Linked DNA regions of Sus scrofa: region 1 is linked to region 2. The links are chromatin contacts, called in public Hi-C maps. All regions are on one chromosome and are shown on one strand. Each heading gives the region's core, a stretch centred on a gene start, on an enhancer-like site or on the middle of the called end of the contact. The rest is flanking DNA. Distances are from core to core; before and after follow the strand shown.

What was found. Hi-C and Micro-C count contacts between places; a contact is called where the count stands out from the background.
Region 1: a Hi-C map of subcutaneous adipose tissue shows a contact between it and region 2, with 2.0 times the contacts expected there. The contact joins two enhancer-like sites. A contact is called at or near these places in 9 of 47 Hi-C or Micro-C datasets (alveolar macrophages, embryonic fibroblasts, epiblast stem cells and 6 more) and 1 of 2 datasets of contacts at active chromatin or transcription factors (alveolar macrophages).

What each region holds. Positions count from the first base shown.
Region 1 is chr16:52,089,826-52,093,447 of Sscrofa11.1, reverse strand. STK10 (serine/threonine-protein kinase 10) reads right to left here. Exons shown (of 19, transcript XM_021077114.1): 5 at 2,912-2,984; 6 at 1,734-1,928; 7 at 1,052-1,133. Among named protein-coding and RNA genes, the nearest start is that of STK10, 88 kb to the right of the region's middle. Within about 2 kb of position 2,142, at least 24 of the 83 cell types and tissues checked have an H3K27ac peak or open chromatin away from gene starts, as enhancers often do. A contact at or near this core is called in subcutaneous adipose tissue, where this site is marked.
Region 2 is chr16:51,824,094-51,827,633 of Sscrofa11.1, reverse strand. The region is part of intron 7 of SH3PXD2B (SH3 and PX domain-containing protein 2B); the gene reads right to left. Among named protein-coding and RNA genes, the nearest start is that of UBTD2, 81 kb to the left of the region's middle. Within about 2 kb of position 1,808, at least 32 of the 83 cell types and tissues checked have an H3K27ac peak or open chromatin away from gene starts, as enhancers often do. A contact at or near this core is called in subcutaneous adipose tissue, where this site is marked.

The DNA.
Region 1 (3,622 bases), core at 893-3,392, 270 kb before region 2:
GCAGACGGAGTCTCCTCCTCCAAACCCTCGGGGTGCCCCCATCGCACCCGGGGTACAGCCCCTATCTTCTCAATGTCCCACGTGACTCTCTATGACCTGGCCCTTCTTCCCTTTGAAAGGCCTGCTTCCACCGTCAGCCTTTCACTGGGAACTTGGACTTGGGGAGGGTTCCCACCATTAAATGAAAAGAGGGGCTGATTCTGCCTAAAACTGTGCAAACGACATGTTCATGCTGAACGCCCACCAACCTTCCAGAGCCTGGGACCTGGCCCGGGCCAGGCAGAGGCCACCCAGTGGCCAGACACCAGCCCAAACCTGGTCATTGAGTTCTCCACCGTGCTGCCCAGACGTCACCCCAACACATGGCTGGGGGAGCTCAGCACCTCCCATGAAACCCCACCGGAAGCGCCTGCCCGGGGTTCCCCAGGTGCCTTTTTCTCCGCTTCCTTCTGCGGGGCTAAGTCGCAGTGGTGGGTATGACGCTGTGCTGCATCCCGCGTGTCCTCTTAGGGGATCACGTAACCTGGGGGTGGACAGACCCTGTACCGCTCCGATCTCATCTCCGAACCCGCTCCTCGCCCCGGCCCCTGCGCCTCGGCCTCCTGGCTCTCCCGACTCGCACCAGTAGAACTCCTGCTGAAGACCTCTGCCCGGGCTCTCAAGTACCACTTGTCTTGCGCCTCACTTCCTCCAGGTGTCTGCGCACACAGAGCCCTCTGCGCCCACCCTTTACAGGAGAGCAAGCCCTTCCAGGCCCCCATCCGCCATGCCTCTTTTGCTCCAAGCCCTACAGCCCTCCTGCCACGTGCCCTGTCTGCTTGTCTGCCGTCTGTCTCCCCCACTGGAATGGAAGCTCCACGAGGACAGGGCTGTGGGAGCTCCCTTCACCACGGCCCTCCCCACACCCGGGCTGGCACAGGAAACATCAGCGGATGAGTGAACAGCTGTGCACGATGCCGCCTGGGCTGGGGGAAGACGCATCCAGCTTCCAGGTCCCAGGTGATGTGTTCACAGGAAGGGCAGGCAGCCACCGGGAAAGGGGACCACTCACCTCCAAAAGCTGTGCGGCGCTGGGCCGGGTCTCTGGGTTCTTATCCAGAGCCGTCTTCAGGAAGTCTCGGAACTCCACAGACCTGGGAGGACAGACAGATGGCGGCGGTAAGCTGGGAGTGGGCAAGAGCCGAGAAAACTCCCCACATCACAGACACCACTCTTCCGGGAGTCACGTGCTTCCCAAACACGCCCCTCAAAGGACAAAAGGGTGCCTCGATCTGCTAAAGGCAGAGGCGTCGGGGCCGTCAAGACACCCTTCTCGTCAGGGACATCACTGAAAGAGGGACATGGAAATCATAGGAGCAGGGACTCGCCAAAGCCACTCAGGGAAACATGGCCGTGCAGGGGTTCAAGCCCCCAGTCCCAGTCCAGGGTTTTGTGCCATGTGGATGCCAGGGTTTGTGCGGGCTCTTATTCCTGCAGTGGGATCCGGCTTCTTTGGGTTATCTGGTCCACTCTGGTGGAAAGCCAATGTCCAGAGCACAGAGGAACAAAAAAGCCACAGGGGCCCAGGGGACTCAAAAAGGCCTACAGGCCCCCAGACCCAGCCACGTCCCAAACGCGGGGCCCAGCAGTGACAGCAGAGCCCTGCCCCCGACCTCCCCCCACCCTGCCCATCCCCTGTCCCGGGTCCACTGGTCGTCCAGCAAACACCGTCAGGCAGGCCCCTGGCTGCCTACCATTTAGACGGTGTGAGCAGCGTGGGAGGGTCCGACTTGGCGATCTTGAGCAGGACCCGCATGGGGTTGAGCTCGTGGTGCGGGGGCTCGATCTGGGCCATCTCGATCAGAGTGATGCCCAGGGACCAGATGTCGGCTTTGTAGTCATACGGGGTGTCCTTCATGGTCTCACACATCACCACTTCAGGGGCCATCCTGAACCAACCAAGGGACAACAGAGGCTCAGACCCTGGCCTGCACAGGCGCTTCTTGGAGACGTGGGGTCAAGGAGCAGCACAAGCCAACATCAGGCTGTTGGCAGCCTCTCAAATCATGATTTGCATTCCTTTCCATTCCACTGTCTTCCTTAGGATGGTTCTCACAGGTCTTCCAAGCGGCTCCGCAGTCAGGTTTTGCGGCAGTTCCTGATTCCTACCACAAGATGGCAGCAACAATCCAGAACACAGGGTCCTGGGGAAGGAAGGGGTGGGTGGGGGCCGTGGGGAAGGGACCCCCGAAAAAGGGGAGGGGGAGAGAATACGACAGCACAGAGAAGGGATGGGAGAGATGGGGACAAAGAGGAATAAAAAGGGCAGAGAGAGAAAGAAAGAGTAAGCGATAAGCAAGCAAGAAAAGAGACTAACTCCACAATGGGAAATAATTAGTGCAGATGAAAAACAGAAAGTAGATAGATATGAAACTGAAAGAGGTTTAAAAAAAAAAAAAAAGTAATAGTTTTGGAAAAGAAGAAAACACAACGGACTGAAGAAGTCTGGGAAGACCTCCCAAGAGGGTAGGAGCTGAACTTGGACTGTTCATTTTCACAGCCCCAGCTCCGTGCCTGGCACACAACCCATGAATTAATCAAGAACGCTTTTTTGGAGGTGTGAGCTCAGTCGTTATTAATGGGGCATTTTCTATATGCATCAGCCCATTGAAGCCTCACAATAATCCACCATGTGAGCGCAACTGTACCCTGGATTTTACAGATGAATAAACTGAGGCACACAAGCCCAGGCTGAGCAAGGGGGCCGAGGTCTCAGCAACTAGTCAAGGGGCCTCTGGACTCAGACCCAGCGGGCTGACACGGAAGCCCCTGCCTCCTGTCCTCTGTCCTCCAGACCAGCCAGAGGTCACCGTGGGGAGTTGGAGGTGGAAGTTCTGGCCACCATTCCATTCCCAGAAGCTCCACGACTCACCAGTAAGGCGTTCCTATGAAGGAATCTCGTTTCTGCAGAGTTTTCAGATTCTTGGCAGACACACCAAAGTCAGCTGCAAGACAGGAATCTCAGATAGAGTATTCGATGGACATTCCTCCACCCACAGCCCCGGGGTGTGGACTCAGAGGTTCAGGTTTCAAATCAACTACCAGATACCATTTTCTACTTAGCAATTACTGATCATTAAAAAATAATATTTACCGGAGTTCCCGTCATGGCTCAGCGGTTAATGAACCCCACTAGCATCCATGAGGATGCGGGTTCGATCCCTGGCCTCGCTCAGTGGGTTAAAGATCCAGCGTTGCTGGGAGCTGTGGTGTGGGTCACAGACTCAGCTCGGATCCCAAGTTGCTGTGGCTGTAGTGTAGGCCAGCAGCTGCAGCTCCAATTTGACCCCTACCTGGGAACCTCCATATGCTGTGGGTACAGACAAAAAAATATATATATATTCACCACTTTAAGAGTGTATTCAGACATGCACTTTCCTATTTGCTAATGAGAATATAAAGTGAAGAGCCAAGAAAAGCAGCTTGGTGAGAAAAAGTAAGAACCGTAAAAATACCTAAATCTAGGAATCGGCCTTAATGAAATAATCTTAAATATATATTAAAAAAAATATGCACTGAATTCCCTGGCAGCCTGGAAGTTAAGGATTTGTCATCACTGCTGTGGCTCAGGTTTGATCCCTGG
Region 2 (3,540 bases), core at 559-3,058:
GTTAAGGATTTGGCGTTGCCGCAGCTGAGGCATAATTCCATATGCCTTGAGTGTGGCCATTTAAAGGAAAAAAAACCTTGGGAAAAAATATGTCGTAAGCATCCTAAGGACTCGTCTTTGTAGGTACCTGAAGCCGTATCAACAGCAATGACCATGGAGACGCATCAGACTGTCTCAGTGCCTCACACCTACGACCGACGGGCCAGGTCCTCACAGCAGCCTGTGAGCTGCGTTCCATCACTGCTCCATTTTACAGATGGGGAAGCCAAGCTCAGAGAGGGGCAGTGACTTGACCAAGGTCACCAAGACAGTGGCAGAGCCGGCATTCGGACCCAGGCCTCCTGGCTTCACGGTCTCAGCTCTTTACTATGGGTACTAATGCCTGCATTGCTGGAGGGAAAATAAATTGGTACGGCCACAGAAGCAGGTAACTTGGCAGTATCTTAAAGTTGAAAGTACCTGTAGCCTACAGTGCGGCAGGCCCACCGCTGGTGTCCAACCTAAAGAAACACTCACCCACGTGTCCAAAGAGGTACTGTTCTTACTCGAGGAAAACATGGCTGATTCCGGTCAAAGAGAATGCAGATGTTAAAAGATTAAGAAGAGCTAAATGTTGACTTAAAAAGTCATGCTGCAGATAAAAATATATAGCATGACAAAAACAAAAACAAAAACAAAAAAAAAAAGGAGTTGCCGTCGTGGCACAGCCGAAATGAATCTGACCAGCATCCATGAAGACACAGGTTCGATCCCTGGCCTTGCCCAGTGGGTTAAGGATCTGGCGTTGCTGTGGTGTAGGTCGAAGACATGGCTCAGATCTGGCATTGCTGTAGCTCTGGCGTAGGCCGGCAGCTACAACTCTGATTCGACCCCTAGCCTGGGAACCTCCATGTGCCATGGGGGCCACCCTAAAAAAAGACCAAAAAAAAAAAATGTATAGCATGATAGACCAATGGGGTTTAAAAAAACTACAATATGATACATACAAGCATGAAACACGATGTGTATGTATGATTATGTGTGTACACACGTGCATACATATATGTACACACGCATATGTACACACTGTGTACGTACATATAAATCTCTGTACACACATATCTATACAGACACTTAAACAGCTGTGTGTGTTACAACTGTCAAGAAGCATTCACTCCAAACCGATCGAAGGGCGATCTGGGTTTGGAACGCAGGCTAAGGATGAAAATAGATTTTAACTTTATCATTAAAGTTGTAAGAATGTGTTCAGATATTACCTGGGTAAGTAAAATGTCATCAAAAATAAATGTTGCCTGTTCCCTTGCTCTAGAAATGTCTTGGCTACTGGGGCCACTTGTAGTGTTATCTAGTATTACCTGCAGAATACACACGAACACACGCACACATTCACACTCACAAATACCCATGCACGCCTAATTTCTTTACTTGATAATATGAACACAAAAGACAGAATAGGAAAAAATACACATAAATGTTGCCAGTGCGTTGGCCCGTTGAAGATGCCAGCATCTGCGCTTTTTTCCCTGCTGCTTCTGGACACGCCAGACTTGTCCCCACACCCATCCTGGCTTCTCCCAAGCAACTGTGCTTTTCCTGGTGTCACTCAAACATGCAGGGGCGGGAGGGGTGAGGGGGTGTGGGTGGGGAGTGGGGGAGCCCTTCTTAGTCCCCATAGAGCATCCCAGCCACACCCACAATCCGCCTGTCCTCATTTCTAGGAAACAGAACGTCACACGGCCTGAGGGCCAGCTGGAATCGGTCTGGAATTCCAGCTGGGTAACCTGTCACGAGATCTTGGGGGAGTGACCGAGTCACTTGGAGTCTCGGTGTTTTCAGCTGTGAAGCAGGATGACAATGGCTACATTGAGTAATCGGTGGGGGGGGGGGGTTGGTTGGCTAATGCTGATCTCATGACTACCGGGAACATGATTCAGAGTTGCTGGAAACAGTCTTTCCCCAATTTGCTGGACCTTAACTAGCCATGGGGGTATCACAGAGATTGGCCCACTAATATTACTAGCTAGGGTCACATTTTAGCCACAACAAAGTCAGTGGGTTTGTGCCACTTTTTCCTGGAGAGGGTCTGCTCATGCCCTGTTCCTTGCTCTGTCTTCGGTGGTGCCAATGCCCTATTTTGGCTCAAGAGGCAAAAGGGAAGAAAACTCACACTTTTGAGCATTCCCTGTGGGCCAAGCACAGGTTCAGGCCCGCTCTGGGTATTGCCTCCTTTAATCCTTGAGGCACCAGCCTTGATGAAGCAACCTAGATGCCTGTGAGATGTGGCGTTCAGATGGAACCAGGCTAAGTGTCACAAACATGTCACATTCTGTCCCGGCCAGTGGACAGGCAGACCTCGCTTTATTGCACATCACAAGGTTTGCGGCAGCGCTGCATCGAGTAAGTCTATTGGTGCCATTTTCCCTACAGCCTCTGCTCACTTTGTGTCTCTGTCGCACGTTGTCCCAATATTCCAAATCTTTTCATTATTTTTCTATCTGTTACAGTGATTTTTTTTTTTTTTCCTTTTTATGACTGCGCCTGTAATATATGGAAGTTCCTGGGCTAGGGGTTGAATTGGAGCTGCAGCTGAGGCCTACGCCAGAGCCACGGCAACGCCAGATCCTTAACCCACTGAGCGAAGCCAGGATGGAACCCGCATCCTCATGGATACTCGTTGGGTTCTTAACCCACTGAGCCACTATAGGAAACTTCTGTTACGGGGATTTTTGATGTTACTATTACAAAAAGATTATTACTTGCTGAAGGCTGCTAGCATTCTTCAGCAATAAAGTTTGTGGGGTTTTTTGTTGTTTTTTTTTTTTGGTCTTTTTAGAGCCGCACCCATGGCATATGGAGGTTCCTAAACTAGGGGTCTAACTGGAGTTGCAGCTGCTGGCCTACACCACAGCAATGTGGAATCCAAGCTGCGTCTGTGACCTACACCACAGCTCACGGCAACGCTGGATCCTTAACCCTGAGCAAGGCCAGGGATTGAACCCGCAACCTCATGGTTCCTAGTTGGATTCGTTTCCGCTGCACCACGACAGGAACACCGGTATTTTTTTAATTAAGGTATGTACATGGTTTTTTTTTAGACATGAGGGTATTGCACACTTGAAAGCCTACAGCAGAGTGTACATATAACTTTTGTTTCCACTGGGAAACCAAAAAGTGGGTGTGACTTTCTTTACTGCAGTGGTCTGGAACCCAACCCGCCATGTCTCTGAGGTCTGCCTGTTTGTGCCAGTGGTCCCTGCGACAGCTAGTGGGCTGGGACAGTAGGTCCATCCCACCAGAACCCCCAGCGGACAGGGCCTTCATGAAGATTTCCATGGCAGGGGAGTTCCCGTCGTGGCGCAGTGGTTAACGAATCCGACTAGGAACCATGAGGTTGCAGGTTCGGTCCCTGCCCTTGCTCAGTGGGTTAACAACCCGGCGTTGCCGTGAGCTGTGGTGTAGGTTGCAGAAGCGGCTCGGATCCTGTGTTGCTGTGGCCTTGGCGTAGGCCGGCGTTTACAGCTCCGATTTGACCCCTAGCCT